2 separate regions of the Oryctolagus cuniculus genome follow, and region 2 is linked to region 1. Evidence: chromatin contacts called from public Micro-C data. All regions are on one chromosome and are shown on one strand. Each heading gives the region's core, a stretch centred on a gene start, on an enhancer-like site or on the middle of the called end of the contact. The rest is flanking DNA. Distances are from core to core; before and after follow the strand shown. Region 1 holds the start of TCF4 (transcription factor 4). Region 2 overlaps TCF4 (transcription factor 4).

The links. Hi-C and Micro-C count contacts between places; a contact is called where the count stands out from the background.
Region 2: a Micro-C map of ear pinna shows a contact between it and region 1, with 4 times the contacts expected there. The contact joins the enhancer-like site here to the promoter of TCF4 in region 1. A contact is called at or near these places in 4 of 6 Hi-C or Micro-C datasets (ear pinna, psoas muscle, skin fibroblasts and 1 more).

What each region holds. Positions count from the first base shown.
Region 1 is chr10:22,699,273-22,705,032 of mOryCun1.1, forward strand. It overlaps TCF4 (transcription factor 4), which reads left to right and starts at 2,258. Exons shown (of 19, transcript XM_051851926.2): 1 at 2,258-2,826.
Region 2 is chr10:22,786,681-22,792,440 of mOryCun1.1, forward strand. The region is part of intron 2 of TCF4 (transcription factor 4); the gene reads left to right. Among named protein-coding and RNA genes, the nearest start is that of TCF4, 88 kb to the left of the region's middle. Within about 2 kb of position 2,406, at least 3 of the 8 cell types and tissues checked have an H3K27ac peak or open chromatin away from gene starts, as enhancers often do.

The DNA.
Region 1 (5,760 bases), core at 1,008-3,507:
TTGTGGGGTCAAAAAATCAGTCATTGAGTAAAAAGTTACTAGACTGGTAATTGGGAATCCTTAGACCCAAAACCTGATCCTACCACTGATTTCTCTGTAGAATCATTTATTGCCTTTGAAATTCAGAGGAAGGGGGAATCTTAAAAACCTAAAAGTGAAAAGGGACTTCATGGGATTATCTAATCTATACTCTGCATTTTACAGCAAAAGTCATTGACATTGAGCCTTAGGTCACAGAGCTGATTAGAGGTAGAGCCAAGGGAACTTTTCTCTCAAGCCAACATTTGTGATCTTTTCATCACATCATTTTAGTAGGGTCTGCAGAGAGGTTTTATGTGGAGAACCACAGATAATGCTTGTGATAACACGGAGTCAAGTGGTACCTAAATGTAAAATACTATTTTAAGATGAGAACATGGAATCTTCACAACGTGTGAATGGAGAGGAAAACAATCTGCAAATGCCCTAATTCTTTTTCTGTAAAAACTTACACATAAAGAAAAGATCCTGAAAATTGATCTCAACTGTTATTGCCACACATTTTTGACATAATTGGAGATTAGGATGTTCCCATTGACAGATGGCATGAAGGAACGTGGAAGTTAAAGTGGACTCTGATGACAGACTGCCTGGTTTCAGAGATGGGCTCCTTCATAATAGTGATGGTTGTGACTTCAGCAAGTTTGTCTCAGTTACTAAACTGCTGCCTTGGGTCAAGCTACTCCATTTTACTTGGTTCTGTTTTTCTTAATGTTAAGAGAGTAGTTACCCCCTTCACAGAGTCATTCTCAGGATTAAAATGGCCAATATTTATGAAATTCTTAGCACAATGTTTGGCACACATGAAACACACTCTCTGTTACTTGTTATCACTGGCTTTTTCCTGTTGGGAGACGTAAAGACTGTTCTATTAAAATAAGGAATCCTCCATTTAAAGTTCTGTTGGCTAGATTAGAGATATTAGTTCATCAAACTGTTAGAGATGGAAAGAAATCTATTTTTTAGTAAGTGGCAAGTTTTAAAGTTTTATTTTTTTATTTTTAAAGATTTATTTATTTGAAAAGCAGAGTTAGAAAGTCAAGGAGACACAAATATCTTCCACCGGCTGGTTCACTCCACGAATGGCTTCAAAGGATGGGTTTGGGACAACCCAAGATAGAAGCCTGGCCCTCCATCCCAGTTTCCCACATTGCTATTGGGGCCCAAGTAGTTGAGTCTTCTGTGGCTGCCTTCCCAGGAGCATTAGTAAGGAGCTGTATTAGAAGTGGTAGCTTAACCCACTGCCCCACAACCACGGCCTTTTGTTTTGGTGTTCAAGGTTTGCTTATTTCCTCGACAGAGAGCGTGAGCCCAGCTGTGGTTCACTCCCTACAGGGCCCCAACGGAAGGGGCAGGACAAGCCCAAACCAGCAACCAGCAACTCCATCTGGGTCTCTGGACCATCTTGGCTGCTTTCCCAGGAGCCTCAGCAGGGAGCTGGGTCGGAAGTGGAGCAGCCAGTGTTGGGAAGTGCTCTGAAATGGGATGTCCACGTCGCCGGCAGTGGCTTAACCACTGCGCCGCAGGGTATGCCTGTAAATACTGAAGTGATTCCAGCGTTATCCACGTCCTGTGCAAAATTCGTAAAGTGGGCTTTGCTATTTGCGTCTGACCAGAAAACAACCTCCAGAAGGTAACTGCTTGGCCAGAACTGTCAGTTGAGTCAGTCATGCCTTGTGGTATAAAGTCGATCTGAGTGTACAAAGCAATCAATCAATGTCTTCTCCAAGTGACCACTTCCCGGACTGACCAAGTTCTCACGCCTATAGAAAGTGGGGGCGGGGGCGGCGGCGGCCGGGAGGGACCCCTTGCCGCTCGAGCCTCGCCACGGAACCCGCTCCACACCGCAGAAGATCCCGGGCTCGGGTTTGCGGTTGGGGAGGCCGCCGCGGCCTCTTCCGAGCCTTCCTCAGGTTGGGGGGGGTCGGGGGATTTGATTCCCCCGCGTTAAGTCTGTGGAGTTTAATTCGTGTATTTATTCAGGAACTACACTTTCGTGTCAAAGAGCAGGGACGGCCAAGGAACCGGAGCAGCACGAAGCGCGCGCAGGAGGGCCAGGCCGGCCGTCGACGCCGGCACCGAGCACTCTCTGCGCCGCTCCACGCGCGACGGACCCCGTCGCCCGCCGGCGCTCCCGGAGGAGGCGTGGCCGGCGCGCGCCGCCATCTTGGCGGCCTCTCTAGGCCATCTGTTTACCACTCTATGGTCGCCCGCTCCCGCCCCGCCCCTCCCCAGTCATTGTCTGGAGGAGCAGCCGCGGCCGCAGCGCCTTCTCTTTATAAGCCCGCAGTGCCCGGATGTGAATGGATTACAATGTATCTTTCAGGGAAACCTATTATTATCAATGTGACTCCACGGGGGAGTCAATGGTGATGAGGAGGAGGAGGAGGATGATGATGAGACACCTCTAAACTTGGAGCAAGTTTAAGACTTTCTAAGAGGAGAAGAAAAAACACCCACCAACGAGATTTGTTTGAGGAACAATTCTAACTACCCAGTGTTGATTTTTTTTTATAAACCATAAGAAAAAGTTGTTGGATTTTTTTTAATGAATTCTTTTTTTGGGGAGGGCATTTTGTTGCAGTTTTATGGTGGAAAATGCAAAAAGCAGAGCCAGGTGCATGATCCTGTAATCTGTGGATATCCCTGGAGCAGGACTGAGTACCAGTTAAAATACTTTTTTGGGGGATACACATGTGAGATACTAAGTACTTGCAGAAGATTTTTGTCTCTCTTTTTAAAGTCTTTTTCCTTGGAATATTGTGAACATATTTGTGGCCACTTAAGGTAACGTTACTATTTGCTGTCAGAGTAAACTGTTTGTAATTGAATTGAATTTTTAAAATGTCGATCCCAGTGTTTTATGAAAACAAAAGGAACAACCTATGGAATAATCGCCAGTGGGAAAAAGTGTGTGCATGCATCTTGTGTGTGTGCTCGCTCCTCTAGCGATTCCAGGGTGTGTGGAGTGTGCTAGCACACGTTGGAATAACTATGTTGCCTAGGCTGGATAAAGCACGCTTGTTACTACCAGACGATAGGACGGTGAAGCTGGATTTTTATCCTGAAAAGTGATGTGGAAAAGTATGTTTTAGGAGCATGCAGGGCCTATGATGTGAAATGTGGAATTAAAAAACAGCGCGGGCGAATGGGGACTTCGCGTGCCTAGGAACTCAAGTGTGAAAACAAAACAACATCCATCCCCCCAAATTGCCTTTTTTTTTTTTTCCTCTTCTTGCGAAGTTTTTAGCCGTACTATTCTGTGAGTCCAAAGGGAGGGGGAATAGAGTGGGCAATGCAGGGCTCGCCCCCGACGCAGAACTACCCGGACGGAGGTCTCCCCGGCCAAATGCGGCTGGGTTTCTCTGTGGAAAGGGAAAATACGGTTGCTCTTGGCAAAGTCTTTTCGCATCACGTGTATCGCAGCCTGGTATAAACTTGCTTTGCCGTGTGTGGCCGTGCGAGCGCGAGGGGACGGGAGTGGGGGCGAGGGCGGGATGTGAACTCGAACACATTTCAAAGTGGCTCCGAGGGATGGAACGGGCCAGCGCCGACCTGGGCAGGCTGCAGACCGTAACCGAAAAATGAGGTGCTCCGCGAATTTTCGTTCGTGTTTTTTGGCGAGGCGGGGGAGGCGCTGAGCCGCCCCCCGGCCCCGGGGGTGGGGGGCCGCGTCCGGACCCCGAGCGAGCCCGCGTCGCCCCGCCGGAGCCCCCCCACCCATTTCTTTGCTGAACTTGCAATTCCGTGCGCCTCGGCGTGTTTCCCCCTCCCCCCCTGCGCTCGTCCCCTCCCCTCCCCGGAGAAGAGAGTTGGTGTTAAGAGTCAGGGATCTTGGCTGTGCGCGCGCGGATCGGTAGTGGCGGCGGCGGCGGAGGCGCGGGAGCCGGCGAGCGGGCGCAGCGGCCGGGCGGGCTCAGACATGAACGCCGCCGCGGCGCCGGCGGTGCACCGGGAGCCCCTTCTCGCGCGCGGCCGGTAGGTACGGGCGCCGGCCGGGCTCGGCGGGCGGATGCCCGGGGCGGCGCGGGGCTCGGGCGCGGGCTCGGCGGCCCCCACGCGGCTCCGCGCCTCCCGCGCCGCGGGCGCCCGGCTCCCGGCGCGCCGGGCAGAGACTCCCCTTCCCCTCCCGCCCCCGCGCCGCCGCCCCCGCCCCCCTCCCCGGCGGTGCCCACTCGCGGGGGGCCGAGGACTTTGCCAAGGGCCTGACTTTAATTTTTTACAGCCCTTTCTTTCACAAATGAGGGTGCTGGACGACGGGGGGGACCCGAGCCTGCGCTCCGCCCGCCCCCGCCGCCGGCCCTGTCACCCCTCCCCCTGGGGACGTGCTCGCCCCGCGGGGACGCTCGTCCGCAATTTCTTCGGAGCGACTTGGAGACGCGCAGGGGAGCGGCGCGCGGGGTGCGAGCGCCAGCAGTGCCGGGGGGTGGGGTGCGGGTGGGGGAAAGTTGAGCCCGGGCCGTCCCGAGTAGTTTCTCTTTGCTCTGGGATCCATTCATTTCTCGCTCTACCTCCTGTTGCATAAAAGGATGCGCTCACGAGCGGCTTTCTTTCTTTTCTTTCTTTCTTTCTTTTTTTTTTTTTTTTTTTTTCCCTTCCTGGATTTGGTTTTCTAGTGGATGTTACCAGTTTGATCGTCTCTTTGGAAATACAGTATCGCTTTTTTTTTTTTTTTTTTTTTGCTATTGCTGCCTGTTCCATCTTAAAACAAAAACAAAACCCAGCAACAACTCTCCCATCCCTCCCCCCTCCCACCACCTTAATCCCACCCGCCCCTACATCTCCCACCCCCCACACCCCAGTCTCCAAAAATCCGATTGTGTTTTCTCCAAGGATTGGGACTGGATTTTCTGATTGCGGTTATTTCCATGTTTCTAGGTTTGTGTGATTTTGCTAAAATGCATCACCAACAGCGAATGGCTGCCTTAGGGACGGACAAAGAGCTGAGTGATTTACTGGATTTCAGTGCGGTAAGAAAGATTGGTGGAAACTCAAAACACCCAAACACTTCAGCTAGAAACCAGTAGTCGTCTAAAGGACAGTGTAATTTTTAATGGACTGAATCCTTGGTAAATACGAAGGTCTTTTGACAAGTTTTTAACTAAATTTTTTGGGTGTGATTCAAGATTCAGGCTCCCCCCCCCCCCCCCAGTCTTTAATTACCTGCCTTGAATTCCCTACCCACTGATGGCCCAAAATAATGGAGTCTCACCCCAGTGGAAAGGAAAAACCAGACACCCCTAAAACTTGGCCGTATCTGAACTCTGAGCATACCAGTACTTTGCGTACTACTAGTTGTTTTATTATTTTCTGGAAGTGGAAAACAGGAGCCTCAGTTGTCTGTTTAAAGTTTTAACTGATGGTGCCTTGGGGTGAGTAGGGACTGTGTGTAGTCCTCCTAACTCCTCTCCCTGGGATTCTGAAAACTCCATTGGATCTGCTGAGCTGACCTTCTGTAGAAGCCTTTGGACTGTTCTTGCCAATTTCCTAGCCTGGAGGTCAGCACAAAGCGGACCTGCACACTTGTGGAGTGTCACGACCGGACTCTGGTCCTTCTCCATCCCTTTGCTCCCCTTTCCCAAACCCAGTCTCCAGCACGGCAGGGGAGTTAGTTCACGTTTCATGCCAGATGAGTTTGATGGAAGATGCATTTGTGAAGCAAAATACAGAGAATGCACAAAACACACCAATACAGTCCACACCGCCTTCTGAGTGGGGCTC
Region 2 (5,760 bases), core at 1,156-3,655, 88 kb after region 1:
GTCGTCATCCAGCTTCCATGGCAACCAGTGTTCTGCTATTCTTGAATTGTCTATGCATCCCATTCCCCACCCACAGGTACTTTAATTTTTTCAAATACTGTTATTTATTATTTATTTTAAAATTTTTATTTGAAAGAAACAGAGGCAGAGACAGAGATTGATCTTCCATCTACTGGTTCCTTCCCCAAATGCCTGCAACAACTTGGACTGGGCCAACCTGAAGCTAGAAGCCTGGAACTCAATCCAGGTCTCCTGTGTGAGTGTTAGGGATCCAGGTATTTGTGCCATTATCTGCTGCCTTCCAGAGTGCATTTGCAGAAAATGAAATGAAAGCAGAGCTGGGACTTGAACCCAGGCACCGTGATATGGAATGTGGGAATCCCAAATATGGTCTTTTTTTTTTTTTGGACAGGCAGAGTGGACAGTGAGAGAGAGAGACAGAGAGAAAGGTCTCCCTTTGCCGTTGGTTCACCCTCCAATGGCCGCCGCGGCCGGCGCACTGCGCTGATCCGATGGCAGGAGCCAGGAGCCAGGTGCTTTTCCTGGTCTCCCATGGGATGCAGGGCCCAAGCACCTGGGCCATCCTCCACTGCACTCCCTGGCCACAGCAGAGGGCTGGCCCAGAAGAGGGGCAACCGGGACAGAATCCGGCGCCCCGACCGGGACTAGAACCCGGTGTGCCGGCGCTGCAAGGCGGAGGACTAGCCTAGTGAGCCGCGGCGCCGGCCCCAAATATGGTCTTAACTGCTGTGCGAAATCCTCACTCTGATTTTAATATTTAATAATAGATTGAGATACTTGAAGTTAGGGATGATACATAAAATGCATACTATGTTTATTTACCTTATATATTTAATGAAGTTTATACTTATCTATGAAATTATATAAGCTATATATACCTTTCTTTCAAAGTTAATATATCTTTGTTTAATTTTTTTCTGATTAAAATGACATGTCCTCATTATAATGTTAAAGTTTTAATGACTGCAAATTCTAGTCTTTTGTTGCCTTTAGAAACTTAGTATGAAATTTGTATATTGCTTTTTAACTTAACATTTTACATTGTCCTTGAATATTTTTTGAAAGTCTGATTTTTAAAGGTAGCACAATTTTCCATCATATGGTTCTTTCTTCATTTATTTAAACAGTTCCCCTTTGTTGACCACTGTCTTCTGCATTCTTGTGCCTAAATACTTGGCTACATTTGCAAGGATATTATCAGGATAATTTCCTAGGGAATTACTAGATGCAGGGCTCTTCACAACCTTGCCAAAGTGCTATCCAGAAAGATTGTGCCAATGAGTCATTTTTCTCTTATTAATGTGGTAGTCAAAAATAGTAGTTTGATTGTGCCCTATTAAAACTGGTACTTTCTGGATTATTAATGACATTGAACGTTTTTCACGTTCACGATGCTTAATCATCTGTTCAATAAGGTGTTATCTGGAATTGCAGTGAGTGGTGCATGCCAGTTAGTTTAGTGTGAAGTCGTGTGCTTTGCAGACACTTTCAGTTATTTCCAATATTTCACAAATCAGCTTTTGCTGTGTTTACAACCAGAATGTCTGCCCAATTGCAAGTTCCATTAATGGACTATTGGTCTGTCCTTTCACTTTTTGTATTATTTTTCAAAATTGCCATCTGTAATTTTCTCTCTTTAGAGCATGTAACTTTCTTAAGAAATGTAAATCTATTAGGAGTTATTAGCTTAGGTAATAATATGTTTTGTCCAGGAAGTACACATTTATGCCCAAATACCTTCTTAAGTTTTTTGAAAAACATTTATTCAGAGTAAGTTTTAATCATTCAGTACATTTGACTGAAGTTATGCTCTATCTGCCTACTTTGAGAATGAATTTAGATTTCTGTTCTTAAAAGTACTTGGTGCAGTTTGTATATCCAGTAAAATAAAAGTTGCCATTTTCACAAGTCAGTTTTTTGATGCTAAGGTACCTCTTTTGCTATATGAAATTTCCAAACTCCAGCACAGAAGTTGAATGACAATATTTACATTATTCAAATAGTGTTAGGGAACTATTTTTAGCTTCTGAAATAGCAGAGAATTTATTTTTCTACTATTGAATTTACTTTTTTACCTAAATCTAGGTTGTAAATCCAAAAATAAAACCTAGCATTTTATTAAAATGTCCTACTGTTCGCCCTTTGCAATCCTACCTTGCTGAACTGTGTCCAGATATGTGGGAAAATAATTTATTGTATTGTGTTGAAAAATAATAGTAAAAGTATATGTGGTATGTGGAAGGAACACTCAAAACAGATCTACCCAGACATCAACAGGATATTATTACCCCGAAGAAATGACGACAGTTTGCCAGCTTGATGCGTAGAGGAAGGAAATTTACAAACATCTCCAAGAGAGGCATGGTGAGCGCTGAAGGAAATGAGGCACGTCCTGCTTTTATTGCGCTTATTGGAGTGGGATTCCCAGAAGGCTGAACAAGGCTGTCCTGAGACCTCTGTTTGGCAAAGATCTTGTTGACTCATATTTTATTTTTGTTTTGGTAAAGGTCTGCTATTGTTCAGATTTCTAATGCAGCTCATAAACACACAGCCAATATCATTTCCCCTTCTACCGACTGATGTATTCAAATAAATGAAAATCCACCCTCATGGCTAACTGCTGTTCTGTTTCCGTGAAGCACAGAAGAGTAACAAGCAACCTCCTTTAAAGGAAGGTGCCTTGAATGGAGATCTTTACAAACTTTGTATTTTAGAGTTTCAATTGCCAGATATATTGACAGAATTTGTCACTTCCTATTTGTATGGAAGTGGAGGTAAATATTTATGTAACTTGTATTTTATAAGCCCAGTCTCTATTAAAAAAGTTTCATCTGTTGCCGTCAGAAGTTGAATCACTAGACGTTCTTGACTGAGGTTTGTTGGAAAGACTGTGGCTGGAATGCATGGTTTAGAGTCATAGAGTCATATAATACTTGAATATATTTAAAAAATTTAAAAACACATGAGAATGTTCTGGAGAATATTATAAACATTTCTGATTTTTTTAAGCTCTTTTTTTTTTTTTTTGCTGTATCTATCAAAACGCCCAACATTGCCACGCCTCTTTAGACAAATAATGGGATGGAGCTCTCCCTGGGTCCTCCGCTGTGACTCAGGCAGTCTGAGGGGCAGACGGAGAGTCACCTCTGGAGTTACAGGTGATGGACGCGTCTCCTTAGCCTTGAGTCAGAAGATGTGATTACTGCCAGTCTCACTCATTGAGTGACACCACATAGAACATGGGGAGACATGGGGAGGGGGAGACTTGGCCTTGGTTTGGTAGACATTTTTTTATAGAAAGTTTTTATTTAATAAATGTAAATTGTGTAAGTACAACTTTTGGATGGTTTGATAGAAATTTAAAGGAGACAAATGTGAAAGAGAAAAACAGTGTGAGAGAGTGGAAGGCCAGTGTTGGTTAAAAAAAAATCTTTGCTTTTGCTTTCATTTCTCTTACTTCTTCCTTAGGATTCTTCCTTTAGGTAATTATTTCCAACCATTTTCATGTATAAAGATTTCCAAAGAAAGTACTTACTTCAACCTTTGAAAGGTAGCCTCAGGGTGAAGATAGGACTGATTGTCAAAGGAATTTCCCTGGCTGCCATCCCAAAAGTTTCAGTTCTTGTGATCCCCCACCCCCCGACCTGCTGGGCCTTCCATTTTTGGCACAGACCCCCAGATTAATGTCTGGCTTTGTGAAATTCCTGTAGGACACAGGGTTGGGGGCTATTTCAGGACCTAATGATTCATGTGACTTAAGATTTTGAGGAACGTGGCCCTCCTCCTAGTGTACAGGGACTACCTTTTGGGGTAGTCCTTTTGGGGGGATTGCTTTAGGTGTCACATTCAGCCATTACGAGATTTCACCCCTGATGACCTGAGTTGCTTTTCAACTACTTGAGGATGATTCAGAAGGCTTGTGGAGAAATAAAATTAAAAAGCCAGTTTATTGTGGTGCAAATAATTTTGAAATGTCTGCACAGTTTCTGCAGAATGTGTGTTTTCCATGAGCTTTTTGAAGATTCCTTGTATATTTAAAGGGGATCATGCCATTTGTGATCCATATTTTTCAAAATGAACTCGATTTTGTTTACAAATCCGGGGGCTTTTTTTTTTTTTTTGCAGGCTGTCCTGGCAAGAGAGGCGCTGAATATTTCCGTGAGTGTAGTTTTCTACACAGTGCATTAACACTGGAAACACAAGAAACACTGTCAGTGTCTGAACTGGGTATATGGTGGTGTGTCTGTGCATGTGTCCGGTTGCTATTGTGCTTGCCTTTAAGTAACTGTACTTTTATCAGGGAAAGAGTAACTAAGGTAACCTCAAAGCTCTATGTCAGTCCTTCAGCAATATCATTCAAAAATCCCATCCTGTGTGTAACATTGCTTTAGAAAATCGTAATACTTGGGGGCAGTAAGGGAGCAGTAATGGTCCTTTAGTACTTGTAGAAATAGGACACACATAGATAGACTTTAATGCCAACTAATCTGATTTTTGGTACAGATTATTCAGGCGTTAGGCATTTGTCAAACTCAGGAACGGGAGTCTTTTTCCTGTTAAAAATATGTTTTTTTTTTTAAACTTAAAGGAGTCTTCCTGTGATTTTTTGAGAGAAGATATATGCTGATGTTTACTTCATATAATCTGTTTAACAGTTAATCAAAATACAAATTAGGTTTTGTTTGGATTTTTAAAGTCAGCCCATCCTTTCCAAAAGTAAGCAGATTTCTTATAGGGATTGTGAAATGAAGGCTTGTTGCACTGAGCATGTATTGCGGTTTGTTATTTGCAGTTTGTTATTAAGTGTTTCCAGGAATAACAGGGCATGCACGGCAACAGTGTTTACTCTGCAGATTTCTGGTGTTTTCTAGCTGGAGAACAAGTGTGAGCTGGAAAGGGTGGGCTTTCCAGCACCGATTCCGGCTTTTAATCTCAGTTCTGCCACTTGCTACCTGAAGCCTGGGGCAACACAATTATTTAATTTCTGTATAAAACGAGGATAATATAAGTATCTACTTCGTTGGGCTACGAGAATTAAATGAGTTAGTACAGTTAAAGCTCTGAGAACAGTGTTTGGCTCTTATTAACTGCTCAGTGAGTATTTTGAAAGTTATTAGCATGATCAAATTTTGAGAAGCAAAATATAACCGGGCAGTTTCTCAGTTATCATTAGAAATAATAACTACGTCTGAAAATTCACCAGAATATTGACATTCAAAAACCATTCTTAGAAGTGGTGGCAGGGAACTGCTGTCGCAGGGAGATTCAGGAGTGGCAGTGTGGTTACAGGGAACGGTGGCGTGGACGGGCTGAGACCGTGGTCAGACCAATTGAAAGCAGCAGTGTTTGCTGAAGATGTTTTTGTTTCATTTTAATGACTCTGCAGTTCACATATCAAGTGATATGGGGTTTTGAGAGTCAATTTGTTTCATGGTAGAGGGATTTGGGGCACATTGTGTGTTGGGTGTGTTGGGGGGGGTCCTCCAACCACCTCTTCCCATTGCTGCTGGTTCTTCAGTCAGGAGACCCCATTTCTCTCACTGGTTCTGTTGTTTGGGGAAGCGCCAGCTTGAGGATGTGGCTTGTTAGGCGACAAATAATCATCAGTTTTTCCTCCTGGTTGTAGCCACTTCCAGGTCACCCAGATCAGTTCCTCCATCTTACTGAAGTGACTGCAGCAGGGCTAGTTCAGCCTAGATCTTTTCAGGGCAATGCAGAAAATGAGGGGAACTCATTACC